2 separate regions of the Oryctolagus cuniculus genome follow, and region 2 is linked to region 1. Evidence: chromatin contacts called from public Hi-C data. All regions are on one chromosome and are shown on one strand. The core of a region is the stretch at or near the end of the contact, and the rest is flanking DNA. Distances in the headings are between cores, read along the strand shown.

Region 1 (4,817 bases), core at 1,278-3,777:
AAGCGGAACAGCCTTACCTTATCCCTTTTTGGCCACTGCACTATAGGGACTCCAGTGAGGGCTAACTTGGGATCGCTGTTGGCAAGCTCCTCCAGTAAAATCTAGAGTTGGGACAGGAAAGGAGAAAAAAGCAGGCACAGTGAACACGGAGCCAATTCTCCACACCAGCCACAGTCCCTGTAGGACCACGGGCAGAGGAGGGTGGCAGCTGTCTGGGGTTCCCCTTTATACACAGACTCGCCGAAAGGAGTAAATCAAAGAGGAGAGAAAGACTAGCGCAGTCCTATCACGACTTCACACTTAAGCTTTGCCCCACCTCACTACCTGGGCACTGTACTTACACTAGGGCAACTGTTGCCTGTCAGGCAGTTCCAGCCATGATAGTAACTCTTCATACTGCCCCTTTCAATTTCCTTAGTAAATTTAACTTGTAAAGTTCTGCCCTCACTTTGCAGATGTGAGCAAACTGGCACAAACTGACTGGCTAATGCTGAATTAATGAGACCAACAGCAGAGCCTTAGCGTCCTGATTCAACCCAGGGCTTCTTGTTCGAAGGCTGATCACAGACATTTCAGTCTCACGTTGTTCTTTCACACTCACAGAGGCAGTTACATACCTTCACTCCTAAAAACGGGGCAGGAACAATCTCCAGGCCACCAGTTCTCACAGATTTAACCAATCAAGTCTGAATGACTTAGGAACAGCGCTACAGAAACTGCCACTGAAGTGGATCATACCGGTTGACTGTTATTTTGAAAGAAACCCTTTATGAAATGTAGACATTTCTGAAGCCCAACCTTCTTCCTCTGACCTCATGAGCCCTAAGGCAAGGCCAACAGTCAGAGAATGGAAATCTGGGAGGTAATTCACACTTGCCTTAGGTGTGTGTAGGGTAGTAACTACTTCAGCAAAAACTAGACTTGGATCCCATACAAGTCAGCACGCCCAGGCCATATTTAACACTCCTTCTCCCCATTCTGTGTTTATGCTGGTGTACTCAACACTGACTAAGGATCCTGCTCCAGATCCTGGAGTGGGGACTCGGAGGGGCCCTCTAACTCATCCCAAGAAGCTTCTCCGGGAAAGAATGCTTGTTGCCAAGTCTCCAGATGCCTCTCACCTTCCCCCAAACTGATTTCATCTGCGACCGTTTTATTTACTTCAAGTTGCTATGGCACCCTATCCTGGAGCCTCCTGCTAACGCCACACTGCGTGGGGGTGAGGAGGCGGGGTGTGGTGCCACGTGGGACCAGGCTCTGATATGGGCTCCTAATCTTCCTGGGGTGAAAAATTCAGGTCCATTCAAAATGTTGTGCTGGGAGTGCAGAGTGCAGGGCTCCCCTCCCCCACGTCGCACTGTGAGGAGTAGGACTCTGCCCATTTCCTCTGCAGGAGAGAACTGAGCTGTCCACAAACAGGGACTTTCCACTCTCAGCAAAACAGGCAACGCAGAAAGACTGGTGATTGTTAAAGAGAGTAGAAAAGGAACTTAACTGTTCACTTAAAAAAAAAAAAAGGCAGTCAAAAATCTACCTGTAAGACCTCTGGGGGAGCAGTACAGGGCAGGCGGAGAGACTGTGGAAGGTGGGGGCAGCTGGTCACGCACACAGGACTCAGTGGCTGGGTAAGTGTGGGTGTGGAGGGAAATGCAGATTTCCTTCCAAGCCTTTTTCGCTGGGGCCATTCAACCAAGCACGCCCTGCTTTCATCAGAAAAGGCAGACTCCAGCTGAGGCCCCACAGAACCATATAAAGAAGCCACCACCCCTCACCAGAGGGGTTTGGGATGGAAGAGCGGGGGTGGAGTGCCGAAAGGCTGCCGCCTACCGAGGCTCCAGGCTTTCGGGAGAGCATTCACACACAGGCCCACACCCCACAGCTCACAGGAAGGGAAACAGAACAGAGGGCGCCTGGGCAGCAGGGGGAAAGGATTCCCGAAAGCCAAGCAACTCCATCCGCAGCACATCCCAACAGGAGGACAAGTGCAGCGCCGGCTCAGGCACCACGAAGTCACACCGCCTCTCCTGGACTCGCCCCACAGGCACTGCTTCTGCCCCTTCGCCAGACAAAGTCCCTACAGTTAACACACTCCCCAAACCAGAAAGGGTTCGCCAACCGACCACCTGACCTTGTGTTTCTGGTCGCTCTGGAGCTGCCGAGGCTCTTGGGTGAAGTTTCCCCAACGTCTTTGTTTTGTTTTCTGTATCAGAAGTTGTGCCGAAGGAGTTAGGTTTTCTGCCTCTAACAAAATCCTGATTTACTTGGAAATTCTGGAATCTCAGAGCACACACGGCAGGGCAGTCTGGCCCTAACCTTTCCGACCAGCCAGAGAGAGCAGCGTGCAGCGCTCTGAGCTCCTTCTCAGCCCTTCAGCTCAGCCGCGGCTTCCTGTGCCTGCGAACAATGCTGCTGCGTCACCCACATGCAGCTCCCAGAAATGCTTTGCAACGGAAGATGGCAGGAGGGGGAGCTGAGCTCGAGCGAGCGAGCCAGGCAAAGGGCCCAGCCGTTCTGCTGCAGAGCCGGCGGGGGTGTGCACGGCGCCTGCTCTCTTCCTCGCGATTGGAGGAGGCCCTGCCGGGGAGGGCACTGAGCTGGCCTCCGCCCCATCTCCCTCCCACCACCACCACCGCAATAGGAGAACCCAGGGCCAGCCCCTGGAGGGCTCCGCTGGCAGACTTCTGAAGGCGCCAGCGAAAGGAAAAGCTTTAACCCATTCAGGGAGCTACACGCTGGCACCCAGGTCCACGTCGGTCCTTGTCTCAGTCCACACCCTTCCCCTCAGGGTCACTCTTATTGTTACAGCCAGTGTTCTCTTGCTGATTGCACACACACTTCTCTCTCTCCTCTCAGGAAACACACTGGATCGCCCACGGTCCAGTCTCCCTGGAGGAGCCATGCATCAGCTCCTCCGGAGTTACCCTCTCTCTCCTGGCACACTGCCTGCTTCACCTGCCCTCACTGACGCCAATGCCAGCCCACAATCCAGAACCAGGCTATGTGTTTCCAGAAAAACCTTCAGAAAGAGCAATTACAGCCAATACCGAGACACAACAGAGGCCTCCTCCGGCTCTAGCAGTCACCACAATATCTGAAATATCTATGGAGCAATCTTTCAGCAGCTCCCTCGTGAGCAAGCCACCAAGTCACACAGCTGAGTACAACCCAAGGTCAAAGCGCTTTGCCTTTGTGCCTCTAAACATGGTGCCGGAAGTCAGAACAAGGCTTTCTCGCAACTCTGGCCAGTCTCTCCTGCCCAGCAGATGGCTCCACACTCAGATACATACTCCAGCACTTCCACTTCTACTCAAGTCTGTTGTGCCCGCCTCATTCTCCACATTCCGTAGATGAAGCAGCCAGCCTCGTATCCAATCAGACACCTCAATGCCCAGACAGTCCCCTGACTGACACTTGTTGCTCACACCTCCAGGTGCTGACCCTCAGCCACGGCGAGGCTCAGCCGGCACACTCTGCAGGCTGCAGAAAGGGGGGGTGCACACACCAGCGGGGCTCTGAGATTTCCATGGCACTGAACCGCAGCACAGCAGACGTTTGAGTTCAAATTTATGTAATCCTTAGATTCTCACAAATACCACTTGGCCTTTTTAGAAATTATAGATGCTACTTTGACACAAATATCTGGCTCTAACTGCTGGAAGCAATGTTGTTTACTTCAGGACAGCTCTCTCAGTGAGTTTCTGGTACAGACTCGGTGTCTAACAGGTCTTCTGGGGCCTGGGCTTGGTTGTTGGGACAAGCACTAACTTTGATAGTGTAGCAGTCTCCAACCCGAGGGGGAGCGCCTGAGCCCTCCTGGAAATGCTGGGACGACCATCCTAACCTGAAACCTCTGTCTAGCACCAAGGCTAAAAGAGCCAGTACAATCATACTTTGAAAAGTTAGTTTTGGTCTTCAGTGCCATGTAACCCAGAGGGATGATAAAATACAACTACTTAAGAGAATCAAAACAAAACACAAGTTCAAGTTGTAGCAAGTGCAAATTCTAGAATCCGCCAGATAAGGGCACTAAGAAACTGCAAGGAAGCTCCCAGATCTCAACTTAAACAAAGCCTCATTTTTCCCCTCTTATTAATTCACAATAAAAGGCAACAAAGAAATAGTAAAAATATGACATAATACAGGAATACAATGAAAATATCTCAAAGAGTTACATACATTTTAACCTAATCTCTACATGCCTCAAAACTCAGATGATTTAATTAAAACTTTCTATTCAGTAAGAATCTGAATTATTACAAATATCTTGCTAGTAAAACCTGCGAATTGGGGGCGGTACTGTGATGTAGTGAGTAAAAGCAGCCGCCTGCAGTGCTGGCATCCCATATGGGTGCTAGTTTGAGTCCTAGCTGCTCTACTTCTGATCTAGCTCTCTGCTGTGGCCTGGGAAAGCAGTAGAAGCTGGCCCAAGTCCTTGGGCCCCTGCACCCATGTGGGAGACCTGGAAGAAGCTTCAGGCTCCTGGCTTCAGATCGGCATGGCTCCAGCCATTGCAGCAATTTGGGGAGTGAACCAGCAGATGGAAGACCTCTCTCGTCTCTGCCTCTAATTCTGCCCTTCAAATAAATAAATAAATCTTTTAAAAACAAACAAACAAAAAACCCTGCAAATGAAGTTTCATTTGCACAGGCTTATCTGGTTTGGTAAGTTAATAGCTGATTAAAAGGGTCTTCCACCAGTTGTTCTTAGTAGCACACTCACCCACAAAGTGATAAAGAAAATTCCTGATCACCCTCTCTATAGCCACCATCTCTCTGCCTCAGTCCCATCATATTGCGATGGAGACGGTGTGAATATTT
Region 2 (4,817 bases), core at 1,033-3,532, 130 kb after region 1:
GAAAGTGAAAGGGAGCCGGCGCCGCGGCTCACTAGGCTAATCCTCCGCCTGTGGCGCCGGCACACCAGGTTCTAGTCCCGGTCAGGGCACCGGATTCTGTCCTGGTTGCCCCTCTTCCAGGCCAGCTCTCTGCTGTGGCCAGGGAGTGCAGTGGAGGATGGCCCAGGTGCTTGGGCCCTGCACCCCATGGGAGACCAGGAGAAGCACCTGGCTCCTGCCATCGGATCAGCGCAGTGCGCCGGCCGCAGCGGCCATTGGAGGGTGAACCAACGGCAAAGGAAGACCTTTCTCTCTGTCTCTCTCTCTCTCTCACTGTCCACTCTGCCTGTCAAAAAAAAAAAAAAAAAAAAGTGAAAGGGGCGTGGCGGAGACAGCCGGAGGGGAGGGGTCAAGGAGAACGGTGAGGCTGGAGATCACCCCTGGCTGGAAGCATTACCTCATCAGCCGGGAGGGGATGGGGAAGCAGGCTGCAATGAGCCAAAGGTGAGTGGGGAGAATAGGGGTCAAGTGCGTCCACTTCTTTCAAGGAACTTGGCTGTGAAGAGGAGAGCAGAGAGGACGCGGAGCCTGTGTGTGGCCTGCATGAAGGTGTTGGTCAACAGACAGGCCTTTAAACTAGAAACTGGAACCAAGGGATAGGAGGTGGAGCAGAGGCGCCCGGAGGGTAGGCTGGCCCAGAGAGGAGCTTCAGCTCAGAGAACGCCTGGGGAGGGAACGCCTGGGGAGGGAACAACGGGGAGCGATTGCCCGGGGGCCCAGCACAGAGAGACCTTTTTTTTTTTTTTTTTAAGGTTTATGTATTTGAAATGAAGAGCATCAGAGAGAGGGAGGGACAGAAAGGGAGAGCTTCCATCCAGTGGCTCACTCTCTTTGTAAATGACTGCACCAGGCTGGAGCCAGGAGCCGGGAGTTCCGTCCGGGTCTCCCACCTGGGTAGCAGGGACCCAGGCAGCTGGGTCATCATCCGCTGCCTGCCCAGGTGCCACAGTGCGCCCGACACCTCAGGATGCGGGTGCAGGAGGTGGGGGAGTTTTATACTTGAAAACCTCGCGAATGTTTCCGGGAGTTGTGATGAACCGAACATATTCCCTCCAGTTCATGTCTTGGAAAAATTTAACAACCTATGCAAGAGTCTGGGGACCTGGGGCCTAATGGGAGGGGTTTAGGTTGTGAACAGATTAACATTGCTACAGGCTGGCGCCTTGGCTCACTAGGCTAATCCTCCGCCTGCGGCGCCGGCACACCAGGTTCTAGTCCCAGTCGCCCCTCTTCCAGGCCAGCCCGGGAGTGCAGTGGAGGATGGCCCAGGTCCTTGGGCCCTGCACTCGCATGGGAGACCAGGAGAAGCACCTGGCTCCTCGCTTTGGATCAGCGTGCCGGCCGTGGCGGCCATTGGAGGGTGAACCAACAGCAAAAGGAAGACCTTTCTGTCTGTCTCTTCTCTCTCACTGTCCACTCTGCCTGTCAAAAGAAAAAAACATTGCTACAAAAAGGGCTTGCCTGGGGCTGGTGTTGTGCAGTGGGCCATGCAGCCATCTGGGGAGTGAACCAGGCACATAGCCCGGGATGCCCACATTGCATCTCAGAGTGCGGGTTTGAGTCCGGGATATTCCGCTTCCAATCCAGCTTCCTGCCAATGCTCCTGGGAACTGCCGCCCACCCATGGATGGAGCTCTGGCTCCTGGCTTTAGCTTCGCCCAATCCCAGCCCTGGGTGTTGCTGTCATTTGGGAGTGAACCACTGGACCACTGGATGGAAGATCTGTGTGTGTGTGTGTGTGTGTGTGTGTATTCAAATAAATAAATCACTGGGGGGGGGGGGGTTACCACACTGTGGCATAGAAGGTTAAGCCTCTGTCTGCAGTGCTAGCAGTGCTGTCTCGAGTCCCAGCTGTTCTACTTCAGATTCAGCTCCCTGCTGGTGTGCTGGGGAAAGCAGCAGAAGATGCCCCGGGTCCTTGGGCCCCTGCACCCACATTTCCATCCCTCTCTCTCTCTCTCTCTGTTTTATTTTTATTTAAAATAAATAAATCTTTTTTTAAAAAAAGGGGGGGATGGAATTTGCAAAAGTGACTATTGGAGGAGGATGTTGTAGGCAAAGACTCAAACTTGGAGGGGGAGGGAGAAGGAGCCGGCCGTGAGCTAGAGCCCAGGGTGGGAGAGGCGGGCGCTGCAAAGTGCAGTGTTCCACGCTCTTGGCAGCAGATGGGAGGTGCAGTTTTAGCCCCAGCCCTGGGCACCTGGCAGGCAGCTGTGGTGCCAGATGCCTGGGGGGGAGGGGACGATGGGCAGGAACTGAAGGTCAAACTGGAGCGAGACGCCGGTGGAGGATTGGGAGGGATCCAAGTGGGGCAGAGGGGGCACGGTGCTTGGCAGAGGGCCGGCGTGAGGAAGATGGAACTCGAACGGCCTCAGCTCTGCCCTAGGGCCAGCAGAGAAGGAACTGGGAGATGTCTGCGTTTCCTGGTGAGCCCTTGCAGCCCTGCTCAGCTGGGTTGTTCCTGCAGAGACACAGTTGCTCTCTCTCTCTCTCTCTCTCTTTTTTTTTTTTTTTTTTTTTTTTTTGACAGGCAGTTAGAGAGAGACAGAGAGAAAGGTCTTCGTTTACCGTTGGTTCACCCCTCAAATGGCCACTACGGCCGGCTCGCTGCGCCGATCCGAAGCCAGGGGCCAGGTACTTCCTCCTGGTCTCCCATGCAGGTGCAAGGCTTAAGCACCTGGGCCATCCTCCACTGCCTTACCGGGTCACAGCAGAGAGCTGGACTGGAAGAGGAACAACCGGGACAGAATCCGGTGCCCCGACCGGGACTAGAACCCGGTGTGCCGGCACCGCAGGTGGAGGATTAGCCTAGTGAGCCACGGTGCCGGCCAACACAGTTGCTCTCTTGGGGATGCCCCCCAGGTGGTCGGGGGGGCCTGCCGAAGCTGAAGGGCTCCTTGGCTAGACTTGAGCTTGACTGGCAGGCTTTGCGATGCTGACACCTGGAAATGCGAAAAGCTGGAGGGCGTACCCAGCTGCCAATCATTCTGTCCTGTGATGCCATCAGGAGGGGGCCTGGCTTCCTGGTCCCCCAGCCCCAATCAATCTGGGGAGCCACCTCTAACACTACCACCACACAACACACAGAGACTCATGCACACACACACACACTCACACACACACAGATACGCATACACAGGTGCACACAGACTCATGCACACACACACACTCACATACACACACAGATACGCATACACAGGTGCACACAGACTCATGCACACACACACACACACAGATACGCATACACAGGTGCACACAGACTCATGCACACACACACTCACATACACACACAGATACGCATACACAGGTGCACACAGACTCATGCACACACACACACACACACTCACACACACAGATACGCATACACAGGTGCACACAGACTCATGCACACGCTGGCACAGGCACACACTTCCATTCGCTTCTCTCTTTTGGTTAACTGGAGTCATTTTCTGTTGCTTTCCACCGAGAACTCTGACTAAATCAGAGCTCACAAAGATGTGGGCTCCGCAGAGGAGTGTGCCCTGGGCCAGGGGCTGGTTAAAGAGAGACCCAAACGGCAGGCCCTGGTCTCAGTGCAGGCAAGCAAGCATGCTGTCCCGAGACAGGGGTCCCAGAGCAAACCATGTGTTTGGGCAGTGGCCCCAGGAGTTACCCACGGGAGACTAGGGAGGTAAGGAAGAGAAGCACCCATAGAGGCTGCATTCCCGAGCGTGCTCCCCAGCGTGGTCACTGCCACACACGCAGTCAGAGCTAGCCTCCCGCAGCACCCCGGGCCGGAGCACCACGCCCAGGGCTCCAGAGTGCACTGGGCCGTCCCCCAGGTCCCCTGAGAGAACCAGAGCAGGACGCAGCAGGCACTAGAGAAGAGGGAATGATGTGGGATCCGAGTGCCCGCCTCCACGAAGTCACCAGGTTCAAGACTGACCTTGTGGTAGAGGAAGGCCAAGGTCGCACCCCAGGAGGTGCCAGCCACGGGGAGGCAGCCAGCTGGGCCCCCCACAGAGTCTGGAGGGAAGGTGGAGGGTGCGTGTAGGCCCAGATCCTGGCGTCTTCGACCCCCCTCCACCCGTGCCAACCCCGCAGCGCCGACCTGGCCCCCTCCAGTAGTCCATATGTCCTTTTTTGTTTCTGCTGTGGGAACTTGCGCGCCAGGCCACATGCCCACCCCCGGGGTGCCCCTTAGAGCACTCACTGTTACTGGACCCAGCCTGTCCCAAGCCCCTCACGCGGGATCCTAGACACCCCCCCCCCCTGCCCAGGAAGAGCATTCAAAAGGTTCCAAAGCGCTGGAGGTCCAGGGTCCTGCCCTCAGGGTCACACAGCTGCTGAGGAAGACAGGACCAGGGTCTGAACCGGGAAACACAGCTCCAAGCCCGCGCTGCCAGCCCCCCCCTCCATGGATTCTCTTCAACATGCAAAAGAGGTTGTGTTCCTGCCGCACCAGCACACAGAAGGCTGAGTGTGTGTGTAGGGGGTGTGTGTGGGGTGTGTGTGTGTGTGAGTATGTGTAGGGTATATGTGTGTGTAGGGGGTGTGTGTATATGTGGGGTGTGTGTATGTGTGTGTATGTGTATATGTGGGGTGTGTGTATGTGTGTGTGTATGTGTGTGTGTATTGTGGGGGTGTGTATGTGTATGTAGGGTGTGTGTGTGTGTGTGTGTGGGAGTATGTGTAGGGTATATGTGTGTGTGTGTAGGGTGTGTGTGTATGTGTGTGTAGGGTGTGTGTGTATGTGGGGGTGTATGTAGGGTGTGTGTGTATGTGTGGGGGTGTGTGTA

Evidence for each region. A called contact is a pair of places that touch in the nucleus more often than the background predicts.
Region 2: a Hi-C map of psoas muscle shows a contact between it and region 1, with 2.0 times the contacts expected there. The contact joins two enhancer-like sites. A contact is called at or near these places in 5 of 6 Hi-C or Micro-C datasets (ear pinna, embryonic fibroblasts, psoas muscle and 2 more).

Annotation. Positions count from the first base shown.
Region 1 is chr1:4,771,799-4,776,615 of mOryCun1.1, forward strand. It overlaps KDM2A (lysine demethylase 2A), which reads right to left. Exons shown (of 22, transcript XM_070067682.1): 14 at 18-101. Among named protein-coding and RNA genes, the nearest start is that of GRK2, 22 kb to the left of the region's middle. Within about 2 kb of position 2,528, at least 8 of the 8 cell types and tissues checked have an H3K27ac peak or open chromatin away from gene starts, as enhancers often do.
Region 2 is chr1:4,901,344-4,906,160 of mOryCun1.1, forward strand. No RefSeq gene overlaps it. Among named protein-coding and RNA genes, the nearest start is that of KDM2A, 15 kb to the left of the region's middle. Within about 2 kb of position 2,283, at least 1 of the 8 cell types and tissues checked has an H3K27ac peak or open chromatin away from gene starts, as enhancers often do.